Linked DNA regions of Mus musculus: region 1 is linked to region 2. The links are chromatin contacts, called in public HiChIP or PLAC-seq maps. All regions are on one chromosome and are shown on one strand. The core of a region is the stretch at or near the end of the contact, and the rest is flanking DNA. Distances in the headings are between cores, read along the strand shown. Region 1 overlaps Celsr1 (cadherin, EGF LAG seven-pass G-type receptor 1). Region 2 has its middle 22 kb from the start of Wnt7b.

What was found. HiChIP or PLAC-seq counts read pairs in DNA pulled down with a chosen protein or histone mark.
Region 1: a contact with region 2 is called in a FOXA1 HiChIP or PLAC-seq map of pancreatic cancer cells. The contact joins two enhancer-like sites. A contact is called at or near these places in 4 of 39 promoter capture datasets (the 3T3-L1 cell line, liver and stem cell-derived epiblast-like cells), 1 of 484 Hi-C or Micro-C datasets (brown adipocytes), 2 of 115 datasets of contacts at active chromatin or transcription factors (embryonic stem cells and pancreatic cancer cells) and 1 of 9 other capture datasets (embryonic stem cells).

What each region holds. Positions count from the first base shown.
Region 1 is chr15:86,011,429-86,018,329 of GRCm38.p6, reverse strand. The region is part of intron 1 of Celsr1 (cadherin, EGF LAG seven-pass G-type receptor 1); the gene reads left to right. Among named protein-coding and RNA genes, the nearest start is that of Celsr1, 19 kb to the left of the region's middle. Within about 2 kb of position 3,064, at least 76 of the 459 cell types and tissues checked have an H3K27ac peak or open chromatin away from gene starts, as enhancers often do. A contact at or near this core is called in pancreatic cancer cells, where this site is marked.
Region 2 is chr15:85,600,750-85,607,440 of GRCm38.p6, reverse strand. No RefSeq gene overlaps it. Among named protein-coding and RNA genes, the nearest start is that of Wnt7b, 22 kb to the right of the region's middle. Within about 2 kb of position 3,325, at least 17 of the 459 cell types and tissues checked have an H3K27ac peak or open chromatin away from gene starts, as enhancers often do. A contact at or near this core is called in pancreatic cancer cells, where this site is marked.

The DNA.
Region 1 (6,901 bases), core at 1,815-4,314, 410 kb before region 2:
TGCAGAGGCACACAAGGGAGCCTCTCCCTCACTACAGGGCCTACTTAGGAGCCTCCTCACTCCTGGGCAGCTGCCCTGCAAGAGACCTGTGGACTCCCCACCTACCTCCCTACAGGCCCCAGGAATCTGTTTTTGTCACTGCACTGTAGCTGCAGCCACAGCAAAATGGCTTCCTTTTTCCTAAGGGGTAGCAGCATTGAGATGGGACCTTCAGGTCCACAACCTGGCAGCTTACAGACTTTTAGACTCCTGCTCTACAGAGACGCGCAAGGCAGGCCTAGCGCCCAGGCCCAGCAGGCACCAGTAACAACACACTAACTTTTCTGCAGCTAACACAGTAACTTAGGAAGGAAGAACTCCTTACCACCCAGGCATGATAATTACGAAGGTAGGGAGTCAGAACAGTTTTTTCCTAGGTAGGTATTCATATGGGTGTGTGTGTGTGTGCGTGTGTGTGTGTGTGTGTGTGTGTGTGTGTTTAGTTACTTTGTATAAACCGTTTGGTGACTGGCTCTTTTCACTACAAGTCTACCGTGAGGTTTCAGTGACTAAGTCTCTTCTGTTCCGTTTCACATGGTGGAATGGCATCTCTCTGGGCTAGTTTTGAACTGTGCCTAGGATCCGTGGGGGTTTCTGTCTTTCCCCTTCAGGAAGCTTCCTAGGAGTGGACCAAAGTCCGGGGCATATTGATGGTTTTCCATTCTGGCTTTCTTTTCCCTTCCTTCCCTCTCCCCTTTTGAGACAGGGTCTCATGTAGCCTAGGCTGGTGTCAAATTCACTGGCTAACCTCGCGGATGACTTTGAACTTTTGACCTTCCTGCCTCCACCTCTCCAATGCTGGGATTACAGGCCTGTGCCGCCATACCTGGTTTATGCGGTGCTGTGAATGGAACCCAGGGCTCTGGGCATGCTAGCAAAATATCTGCCAACAAGCCACATACTTTTTTTTTTTTTTAAGATTTTATTTATTTTATATATAGGATGAGTACACTGTAGCTGTCTTCAGACACACCAGAAGACAGCATCAGATCCCATTACAGATGGTCGTGAGTTACCATGCGGTGGCTGGGATTTGAACTCAGGACCTCTGGAAGAGCAGTCAGTGCTCTTAACCACTGAGTCATTTCTCCAACCCCCCGCTCCCCCCATTCCTGCTTTCTTAACCCATTGACTTTGCCATGGAAGATAGTTGATGCTGGGGACCTTTAGAGTGGGCTGACTGTTCTAGTCAGTCCTGTTACAAGGGCTGGTCTGCCCACACTGGCTGCTGTGAGCCTAGTAATTACTTAGATAATGTTTACCTTGTGGAGGAGGCCCCAACACGATATACAAGGTGTGGCCAGCACCTATGCCCTGAGTCCTCACTGTTGTCAAGGTCTATATGTAGATGGAGTTCTATCTCACTGTCTTCTCCACTAGGCTTCCAGCTCTGGATGGTCTACACCCCTCAGCTACCATCCTGGGCCCAGGGTTTAGCCCTTCCAGACCTGTTGTTACCAGGAACCACAACCGACCTAGCTTTCTTATGTTCTATCTAAAGACATAATAGAGTTTGTGCTTGGGATGAACATGTTTCTTATCTCAGTGATGCACCCACGGCGATATGATTTGGGAATATCTGCCAGAATAAACTCTGGGACCAGCAGTGTGTGGTCCTAGCTGCCCAGCCCCCTACTGAGGTTCAGGTGAAGGCCAACAGTGGCTAGGCAGAGGCCTGGGAGTTTGTATCACTGTCTGGCCAGAGGATTGACTGGCAAAATAAAACAGTTCTCTGCCCATCTTGTGTGTCAGGAACCTGTCCTTGGACCTGCCCTCCTAGTATCATCCAGAGCAGCAGCTAAGTGGGCGCTATCTTGAAAGGCTACCGAAGTTGGGGAGGGTGGGGCTCAGGACAGAGCCAGCCGCCTGGGCAGATGTGGGGTTTAGAGTAGATGCCAGGAGGCTTGGAGTAGGTCTAGGGTGTCCACCCCCGAGTCTGAGGGCAGGATTGCTAGGGCGCAGGCAACACTCCCTGGGTGAGGGGGAGCCTCCGGGGTTTTCTTGCTGTAACATGCTGTGGGGGTGTGTGTGTGGGGGGAAGGGGATGACTCAGTGAGGTGGGTGAGGCAGGAAGTTCATTCAGAAACGCTTCTTCTTGCAAGGCTGAGGTATGAGCTGAGGCCCGGGATGCGGCTGATCTGAGCACAGACTCTCTTGCAGAGGTTTGGCTGACCTCTGACCTAGGGAGGATGGACCATGGAGTCAGTCTGTCCTGAGAAGGAGCTGGGAACGCCATTGTTTCTGTCTTCTGGCAGGCGCTGCCTGATGACATACAGATACTGTTGCGGTGACATTACACCGTGTCCCTTATCACACTGCCTCCCACCTCCACTGTGCTAGGTCAGGCTGCCTGGCAGCCAGAGAGGCACAGCCTTGGCCTCCCCAAAGGGTGGACCTTGGACCTAGCTCCTTATATGTTGGTGGCAGGTGGCTATGATAGAGGTGGGGGCTCACTAAAAGCAGTCAAAAAGCCCTGGCCTCAGGAGCCTTCAGTGTCCTTATCCTGAGCCCTTGGGGGACTCCCACCAGATGCCTGCCTATGCCTCTTGGGTCTGAGAGTGGGCACTGCAGACATTCACTCCCCAAACCAAGCTGCTCAGGGCCCATTGGGTAAAGAGAGACCTATGGTCCCGTTTGTGGGGTGATCTCAGCTGTCTTAGTCAGGGTTTCTATTCCTGCACAAACATCATGACCAAGAAGCAGTTGGGGAGGAAAGGGTTTATTCGGCTTACATTTCCATACTGCTGTTGATCACCAAAGGATGCAGGACTGGAATTCAAGCAGGTCAGAAAGCAGGAGCTGATGCAGAGGCCATGGAGGGATGTTCTTTATTGGCTTGCCTCCCCTGGCTTGCTCTCTTATAGAACCCAAGACAACCAGCCCAGAGATGGTCCCACCCACAAGGGGCCTTTCCCCTTTGATCACTAATTGAGAAAATGCCTTACAGTTGGATCTCTTGAAGGCGTCTCCCCAACTGAAGCTCCTTTCTCTGTGATAAGTCCAGCCTGTGTCTAGTTGACACCCCAAACCAGCCAGTACATCAGCCTTGCCATTTTCTCAGCCTGGAGCACTGCCAGAGGACTATAAACAAACATGGAGAGGAGTCAGCAGATTACGAGTTATAAACAATACTTCACAGCTTACATGGTCATTGTTATTCCAAGTGGGCGTCAGTGAGCTTCGGTTTATTGGGAAACTCTTTATGCAGATGAAGTTTGAATGCCCACGCGTGGTGTGTACCGTGGGTCTGGCCCCTCAGCAGGGCAGACAACGGCCCATGGGCAGTATCAAGTTGATCTTGCCTCTTGGAGATTGTTCACATTCTCCAGCCGTAGCTTGAGGGGTGCTGGCTTCCCCGACTTTGCTGTATGTGATTTCTGTTTCATCGGACACCTTGGGGGTCCTCAGGGGCCCTAGGTGAGGATGGATTTGAACCTGGGTTTTAAGTCTCCACGTAGAATCACAGATGCTTTTCTCCCCTTGGGTGTCTCCTAGGCAGAGGAGTAGCTGTTATTCCCTCTTATAGTCCCAGGCCCTGTTGCAGTACTGAATTCCAGATTCCTCTCGGGCTGCCTGGCCTGAATGCTATAATTCGGAGAGGCAGCTGTGGAGGGGACCTCAGACCTCAGTTTGGATGGTGCTTGAGGAGGTCACTCAGCACCACCCCCACCCCCTTTAAAGTTTATTTCTTTTTATTTTATGTGTATATGTGTTTGCCTGCATGTATGTATGTGCACCACGTGTGTGCAGTGCCCATAGAGGCCAGAAGAGGAGCTGCATTGGGGGGGGGGCTCGAGGCCTAGAGGGTGAGTCGATGTCCCTCCTGGAGTTAGCAGGATACAAGGAGAAAGTCACAAGTGACTGTCTTAACGTTTCCCGGCAGAGGACAGTCCTGTTTGCGCTGGGCTGAACAGTGAGCCGAGACCAGTGATTATCTGAGAATTGCTCTCAGAGATGGCATATGTTTTGTGCATGTCACCTCATCCTGGAGTCACTATACCTAGGGGGTTCCCCTGCTGCCGTTGATCCTCCATACCTGCTCTCAGTACCTCTCCCCATTAGGGCATTCCGCCTGAGGCCCCTTCAGGAGCCCTGAGGGAGCTGTGTAGTCAGTCTTCATACTTGCCCTGGGCTTCTTGTGGCCTGCCTTCCTGTGGTTCTCCATGCTGTAGGTGTTTAGCCCGAATTCCAGGGACAAGAAAGATAACAATAGTTTTATCAATAGCTTTATTGGTACAGGAGGAGAGGTTCGTTCACAGCGTGCTATTTGGGAGAGCTAAGATGCTGTGATAAACCGAATGGTTGCAGTTGGGATTTAAAAGCCTGGGGGTGGGGGTGGGGGTGAGTTAGTGGGGCGTGGCAGATGTTATGGGCTGCTGGGAAGCTAGCTGGATGCTCTGTACCACGCTGCTGGGTGGACTGCAGGTTCATTGGCCACTGCTTTGTCCCGTGACCCTCAGGAGCCTCCAGCTGCGCCTTTCCAACCGCTCATTGTCCTGTCCTGAACTGTATACTCCCAGGTGGAAACCTGACGGGAGATGCCGCTCAGGCATGAGGTGGAGAGGCCCAGCACTTCCTGTTTGTCATTTTTTAAAAAGGGATTTATTATGACCCTGCAAGTTGCTCTTTGTAATAAAAATAGTTCTGGTCTGCTCTGTTCGTAAAGATAAGCTTGCATGTGTTACAAAAACTCCACTGGGCACTCGAAAGCAGAAAACTGAAAGTTCCCCCACCAGGCTCCAGGGGCCCAGAGATGACTCTGTGGCTGTTGATCTGTTTTAAGCATCAGCTGTCCCAACTTTATAGGCTACATCCCTGCTCACATTGATGAAGGAGGCCTTCCTGGCTTCTAGTTCTAGGGTGAGTAGTAAACCAGGGGCATCTATAATGTTGGCAACTCCTCTGTGGCTCTGGAACTCAGTCAGCCTCCTCCAGGCCCTGGCAGCGACTGGGGTTGCTATGGTGATGGGTCTCTCTGAGCCCATGGGAGGCACCTTGGGGGACCCTCACATTGAGGAACCAGGTCCTTTGTGCAGAAACAATGGGGCCCTGAAGGGCTGTTTGTATATCAAGCTCAGTTTAATTACCTCCGAGGGACAGCCTGGGAGAAAGGGGTGTTCTACCCTTCAGGAATGAGGCTGGTGGGTGTTTTGGAATGTTCGAATCTTTTGGAGCCCTGGTCTTCAGCAATCATGACCTCACACCAGAAGACTTTAGTGTTTGTAATAGACTCTAGGGTGCTACCTGTAGGTCCTCATCCCAGGCTAGGGGGACAGAGCCAGCCTTCTATACTTCTTATCTTCTGTCCTTACCTTTCATGGAAAGGGATAGGTCCTCCCACCTTAGGCTCTCTCTCCTCCCTAGCCTTTGCCTCAGCCTTTAGAGCACCAGCTTCCAGATGGGAAGGTAGTTTTACTCTGGGAGGTGTGAGCACTCACAACCTGTGTACCTGAGTATTAGGCTAAAGGGAGGCGCATCCGTGGTCCCTTACTAAACGGATCATGATGTGTTCAATAAATGACCTACTGACTGCTGGTCGCTGGTCTGATTTGTGAGACATGCCATACAGCACTCTCTAGTCAGGTCTCTTTTCCTAGCTCCCTGAGGGCAGTTCCCCAAGTGGATCTCTTCACCCCCCCACCCCAACTCCTTCATCTGATCCTATAGTAGGTACCTTCCTCAGTACTACTGATGCTAGCTTGTTCTCTGGGGCAAGTGTCCTGGGCAATGCAGAATGTTGAACAGTGTCCCTACCTTGATCTTTGTGTAGTAGTCAGCACCTGCTCTTTGGCCAGGATAACTCAAAGTATCTTCCCAAAGGCCCACTTCCTCCCCACTTCTCGTTGAGATGATTACCACAGAACTGAGCTGGCAATCTGAAATACAGCCCTCTCTTATACCTTCATGCCTGGTCTAGCCCCTGGCACCTCCAGGGGGTCCTGAGACCACTGAAGGTCTGAAACAGATGGTCAGTGAATAGCCTGCTGCAGCAGTTGGTGCCACCAGACTGTGTTATAACTTGTGGCTCCTGGGCAGAGAGGGAAGTTGACTTGGTCCAGCTCTGCTTAGCTGTGTACTTTGAAAGTTGTTACATCTTCATCCACAGAGGAATGTGGATGTGATAGGGCCACCTTGCGGGCGCTGTGGACATACAGGGTCAATTGGAGTCCCCACTGCAGGTCTGTATTCCTACCCCGTGGTCAGCTTGGGCTCCCATCAGGAACTTGACCAGGGAGGACAGTGGGGTATCTTTGTCTACCCAGGTCTTCCCCTATATCAGGGCTTTGGGATGCTGTTGCTTGACCAGAGTCGGGGCAATAGGTATGCAATAAGATAGAGGCCATTTGTATCTTATACATAGGGCAGGAAACTGCTGAAGGAGTTTGCTCCAGCCAGAACTATAGAAACTCTAGACCTGGTAGAGAGCACCCTTCCTTTTCTTGATTCATGTTAGTCTCTGGCTGGGATGAAGAAAACCACTAGATCTCACATAGTTAGCAGTCAGCTCTTCCACCTTTTATTGATCATCTCTGTTGCCATCTCCAGATCGACGTGTCAGTATATCAAAGACCTGTACCACCTGCAAGGGTGTGGTGGTGTTTCTGTGGGGATGCTGCTCCATACAAATCATTGGACAACTCATTTCCAAACAGACATTTCTAAATTCACACAACTGAGCATCCTGCATCCAGGCTGGAACCTGGTCATAGACCCTGCACGTGCCCACACCAGACTACCATTTTATAAACCTCATGAATGCCTAGGACAACTGCTGTGACTCTTATGGCCTCTCTTTGCAGCCGGTGGGTCCCATGTGTGATTTTAAGTGAGGAATGGAAGGACACCAGGGTACGTCCCAGCA
Region 2 (6,691 bases), core at 2,076-4,575:
ATTTTATTTTATGAGCATGAGTGCTTTGCCTGCCTGCATGTATGTGCATCAAATGCATGTCTGGTGCCTGCGGATGTCAGAAGAGAATGTCCGATTTCCCTGGGATTAGAGTTATAGAAGTTGTGAGATATTGTGTGGTTCTAGGAACCAAACCTTTGCAGGAGCAACAAGTACTTTTTTTTTTTTTTTTTTAAAGATTTATTTATTTATTATATGTAAGTACACTGTAGCTGTCTTCAGACACTCCAGAAGAGGGCGTCAGATCTTGTTAGGGATGGTTGTGAGCCACCATGTGGTTGCTGGGAATTGAACTCAGGACCTTCAGAAGAACAGTCAGGTGCTCTTACCCGCTGAGCCATCTCACCAGCCCCGCAACAAGTACTTTTAACCAGCAAACCATCTCTCCAATCCCATTATTATTATTATCATCATCATCACTAATTATCATTATTATTTGTTTTATAAGACAGAGTTTCTCCATGTAGGTTTTTTTTTTCTCTAAAAAAAAAATGTGTCTATTTTGCCTGCATGCATGTCTGTGCACCACATGAACGCCTGGTGCCCAGGGAGGCCGGAAGAGGGTGTGACTCTTCTGGAACTGGAGTTACAGGCAGTTGCGAGCCACCATTTAGGTGTTGGGAGCTGACCGTGGCTCCTCTGGAAGAGCAGAAAATACTCTTAACTGCTGAGCCCTCGCTCCACCCCAAATGTTCTTAAATAGAAATGGTCTGTCCTTAGGCATGGGAGTAGCCAGGTTTTCATGTAACCTCTGGGGCTTCATCAGCCTGGTCCCTCACTGATGGCAACTGCCCTGTTTGTTTTTAGACAGGTATGGATGTCATGAGTTCATTCTCCAACTGGAAATACTGAGAGACAGGGAGGTCATCACGGGCAGGCCAGTGTGCGGCTGTCGGTGAGACAGCAGTGGGACCTGGGGCAAGGGGTGTGGATGACACCAGGAGTCCTGACTGAGGGAGGTCTCGAGACAACAACATCGGAACTAGATCTGAAGGGGCCACGAAAGCAGCTGGCCCTCAGCTGTGTGCCCTGTAGACACTCTGTTGTGGGATCCAGGAGCAGAACTGGGAAGTTAAGGGGGAGGGGACTGTCATATTCGCAGAGGGTCATGGTTGCCCTCGGCCTTGAGTGGCCTCCAGTCTGGTGAGGCAGCCAGACTGCAGGGTGCCGGGAAACAAGGCCCACACTGTTTGTTCAGCTGTTGGGCGGGCACCCGAAGTCCTAACCAGGACCTGGTCTTTCTGGAGTTAACACATGCACGCCTGCCCTTCCTCACAGAGCATGCTCAGACAGTGACGACTCCTGAGGGGACAGAGTTTTCTCCGGAAGTCATCACGGGCAAGCCAGTGCAGCTGTAGGTGAGACCGTACTGGGGATCTCTGGTGGAGGAGGGTGCTGACCGAGAGAGACAGGCACTGGCCAAGCACAGAGGCCTCTAATAGAGGAGGGACCTTAAGCTGCCTCCTCACCCACTGGCTAGGACCAAGCAAAAGTCTGCGTGCAGAGGTCTGGAGGACTGCTGAGGCCAGCCTTCAGGAGCTGCCTGGGTGGGTGAAATGGGATCTGAAAATCCCAGAAAGACAGTTGCCAGGTTCCAGCCTGGCCACTAGAGTGGGCCTGCCCAGGGAGAATATCAAGGTTATTCTTCAAGGAAGCCATAGGAAGGAAAAGACACCGCTGAAGTCACACCAGGGGGCTCCAGCCTCCCCCGCTTCACACTTCATCCTCTGAGTCTTCTGACACTGGCCACATACCATCAAGAGTGGTGTCCAAGCCGCTGTTCCCAGGTAGCTCCATGGTGCCACAGAGGTGCCACGCGGGCTCAGGATTGGACTGTGGGTTCTTCTGATTGTGGCAACCCAGCTCATGTGCAGTTGCCCGCTACTTGCCAATCCTGAGTAAGAATATCCCCAGACTCCAGCCTTGCCCACCAGGCTGATCACAGCTGAAGTTCCCAGCCAGGAAGACCAGAGGCTGCCTATTGCCTCTGTAACCCACAGAGGTCATAACAGTGTGGCTGTTGGGGGTCAAGTGAAATGTTTGGTACATACTAGAACCTATGTAAAAAGCCAGGCAGAGCGACTTAAGCCTGTAATCCCTTTGAGGGAGAGGGAGAGGCAGAAGGACCCTTGGAACTTGCAGGCCAGACAACCTTGCTTACATGAAATGCTCCAGGCTGAGAACCCTTGCTCAAAAAAAAAAAAAAAAAAAAAAAAAAAAAAAAAAAAAAAGAGGTGGACGGCTCCCAAGGAAGGACACCTAAAGTTGACAGCTGGCCATTCCGTGTACACATAGACACACGCACCTGGACCGGAATAAATGAACTCGCCCGTGTTCCTTCCCACAGGCACATAACAGCTGGCTATTGTAAGGGTCTGTTTAAGGGTTCCTTCTTACACAGCAGGCACAGTACCTAGAGCAGCCCCTATGGTACAGATGAGTGCCAGGTATTTTGGCTGCTACCGAGAGAGATGCGGTTGCTGTGACTCTGAGCTTGAGTGAGCACAGAGTAGACTAGAAGCCTAGGTCGTGTGCTGTGCTCCAGGCAGAGTCCAGTGCCCTTGGCTTTAATGCCGCCAGGGTCCTGGGTCCTGACTTGCAAGCTATCCCTTGAAAAAGGTGAAAGGAACAAGAACTTCAGGGAGGATGGGGGGGATAGAGAGGGGTCATTTATCATCAGTGGGAGAGGCCTGAGCCATGCTCTGCCAGCAACATTAGGGTCACTGTGTGGGCGGGGACAGCTACACTGAGAGAGGCTTTCAGGGACTCATGTGGCAGCTGCTGGGACCACAAAAAAAAGGCTGGGACTTGGGCTGCCTGTAGCAGGGGCTTGGGGAGACAGAGGTGTAGTATCAGGACAAAGGACTAAGGGGGACATCTGGCTGAGGTTGTAAAGGTGACAAGATGCGTTCCAAGGGCCCCATATTCCTGTTGCAGGCTTAGAAGCAGCATGGCCATTCCCTTCCAGTATTTGCTACAACTTCATCACTTTATTCGTCAGCTGGAGGAGCAGCATCGAAAGTCTCCACCCTCAAGTAGGTGCCCAGGTGGTTGTGGGCATGGAGGGAAGCTCTGGAACAGGCATGGGCTGAAGGCCTGGCAGGCCTTATTTGGGGGTGTACCTGGAGTATCCCAGGCCAGCCCTACCAGCCCAAGCTGTAGTTCAGAATGGAAAGATTCTATAGAGCAGTGGCCCTCAACCTTCCTAATGCTGAGACCTTTAATACAGTTCCTTGTGTTGTGGTGACCCCCCAGCCCAACCGCACAGTGATTTTTGTTGCTACTTTCTCACTGCAATCTTGCTACTGCTATGAATCATAATGTAAATGTCTGATATGCAAACCCAGGGGGTCGTGACTCACAGGGTGAGAACCAATGCTCTAGAGGAACAGAAAGCAGAGATAGATAGATAGATAGATAGATAGATAGATAGATAGATAGATAAGATATGTGGGTGGCTGGATGATGGATAGATAGATAGATCATACATACATACATACATACATACATACATGCATGCATAGATAGATAAACTATAGATAGTACTGAAAGGATCTCTAGGGATCTACAGTGCAGTTAGTGGTTGCTAAGTGAAAGAGAGAGATTTTCTTCAGTGATGTCTTAGCTAAGGTTTCTATTGCTACAGCAAAACACCATGACCAAAAAGCAAGTTGGGTAGAAAAGGATTTGTTCGTTGGGCTTAAACATCCACATCGTAGTCCATCACTGAAGGAAGTCAGAACAGGATCCTGGAGGCAGGAGCTGACGCAGAGGCCATGGAGGGGTGTGGCTTACTGGCTTGCTTCCCATGGCTTGCGCAGCCTGCTTTTTTATACAACCCAGAACCACCAGCTCAGGGATGGCCCCACCCACAAAGGGCTGGGCCCTCCCCATCAATCACTAATTAAGAAAATGCCCTACAGGCTTGCCACAGCCCAGTCGTATGGAGGCATTTTCTCAATTGAGGTTTCCTCCTCTCAGATGACTATAGTAGCTTGTATCAAGTTTGACATAAATCTAGCCAGCACAAGCGGCATAGCCATTGAAGGGAGAAAGACAGACAGACAGACAGACACACACACACACACACACAGAGAGAGAGAGAGAGAGAGAGAGAGAGAGAAGAGACTAGTTGAGAAGAGGAAGAGATCTGGTGGGCATGGGAGCAGAGGAGGTGAGAGTCATCAACATATAGTATATGCATGTATGAGATATCAACATGAAACTCATAATTAACACATGCTAATAAAACTTTTTTTTTAACGAAAGAGATACACTGGCTTAACTTACGCTAGAGGGGCTGGGTAGTCCAATAGTAACTGCCTGGATCCTGGAGAGACAGACAACTCAGTCCTGGCAGCAGAACCAGCAGAACGCCTGAGCAGATCTGACCTGGGCGCTCCCAGGAGAACGCTGGTGTGATATGTGTGATGAGGGGCTGAGGAGGCTGGAGTCTGACAGTCGCAGGTGGTGGCAATGGTTCACGAACTCCTCAGGGCAGAAACAACGTTGCCAGCTCACACTAACTTCCTCACCCAAGCCCTTTCTTAGCTTGAAGGTCTCCCTCCTGTTCAAGGCAGGTCATGCCCCACCCCTAGCCACTGGCCTGTATGTCAGTTCAGGCTGACCTCAGACTTGTTACATAGTTGGGGATGACCTTGAACTCAGGGTCACCAACTTCTTCTCCCTAGAGGGGAGATTACAGAGGCACCCCACAGTGCTGGGCTTAGCCTATTCGTTGATGGCTGTCTCATCTATCCTAGCAGCCTGGACCCCATATACACCCTCCTGTTCAGTGATGCCCCTCCCACAGGGCAATGGCCCTCAGTTTTGGGGGGGGCGGGCAGGTGGAGACGTTCAGGAAAGGAGAAGCCCTCAAGGCTGGGTTCAGGGGAAGGCATCAGAGTTCAACCGATGGATAGGTCAATAGCCTCCTTGATTTCTGAAGGCCTGGTGTTGAGAAGACCCCTGGCACCTGGGTCTCTGAAACAGTTGATGGAATAGGGAGGCAGAGGGCAGGGGAAGGTTTCCGGGTCCAGGGAAGGATATAGCAGGCGTAGAATAAAGAGGCAGTACTCAGTACCAGCTTGGGGCCGGGTGGAGGTGGGAGTGGGGGGCAGAGCTAGGCCTTCAGGGAATGATGAAGGGCATGAAGGGTTATAAGGGAGGGCCTGCCAGGCTCACTGGTACCCACAGTGCTCACACAGGGGAAGTATTCAGGGAGCCAATGGCCTCTTTGTCAGGTGGGTATATCCACCTGGTGTGGGGGATGGGCCTCCATACCCAGGACTGGTATCCCGCACACTCTTGCTATAGAGTCTTCGATGTTCCAGGAGGCAAAGCAGAGAATCTGGTTTGGTTCCCCCCCACCCCCACCCCCACCCCCAAAGAACCCAGGGCCTTATACACTGCAGGCCAGTACTCTGCTCCTGAGGCACACCCCCAGGTCTTTTAAAAGATGAAATTCAGAGGTAGTGCCTGACTATGTAGCTCACACTGGAGCTTTCTGCTTTGAGATCCTGAGTATTAGGATTTTCAGCACATGCTGCCACAGACAACTCGGGACAGCTTTTGGTTTGGTTTTGTTTTTTTTGTTTTTTGGTTTTTTTTGTTTTGGTTTTGGCTTTTTCCAGACGGGGTTTCCCTGTATAGCCCCGGCTGTCCTGGAACTCACTCTGTAGACCAGACTGTCCTCGAACTCAGATATTCATCGGCCTCTGCCTCCCAAGTGCCATGTGCCACCACTGCCTGGCCTGGGACAGTTTTTAATCCTAAATGATACTTTGAAAAGTGAGACAGACAACATTTGAAGGGAAATTAACAGAAGATTCTAGAAACAAGGTCCCTAGCCAGAGTGAGCCCAGACCCCAGTAATGGCTGTATATGAAAGTAAAGAGTCAGGGCCTAGGCTGGTACTGCTGAGATGCAGCTCAGACCCTCAGAAAAGAACAGCAGCATTCTGAGGAATGAGGGGCAGGGGTGAACGACAGCTGTAACCACACAGAAGCTGTGACCATGTGACCCAGAGCATCCTGGGCCCTTAACAGACACGGTATCCAGACTGGGGTCCTGGATCATACCTGCCAGAACAGGTGGATGCCAGTCCAAACACATGTGTGCAGGTGCTAAGGACCGTACTTTACCTCATGAGCAAGGTCATAGAGTCAGCTGTGGACAGACGAAAATGGTTTCTTCCAGCTGAGACACACCATTTTTCTCTATAGTTGTCCACACAGGAGGTGTTCTTTGAAGCTTTGGTACATGGGCTGAGGAGGGAGAGAAGGAGGGGGCTGGGGGTAGAAAGGACCTGGTTCAGGGCAGGAGCCATGGGATAAAGAGACTTATGAGTTCCCAGGCTGGACGGCTGCACCCGCCATTGTCTCCTGAGAGTATAGGGTCCAAATTCCCATGGGACTAGTGGTTGGACATGTTCTTCTCAGATGAGGAGTTGGCCAGGACCAGGGTCATTTCTCCTTGGATTAGGACTTGGCTGCTCCCTTGGTCTTCTCGACCTTGTCCAGGCAAACAAAATCCTCTGATTGGTTACTGTCAGAGGTGCTGGGATGGTGCCCTGGAGACGGAGCAAGTGTGTAGACGAAGGAAGGACGGACGGGACAGCACCAGCCCCCCTCTCCCCATATCCAGCTTCCACATCCCAGCCCCCCCCCACCCC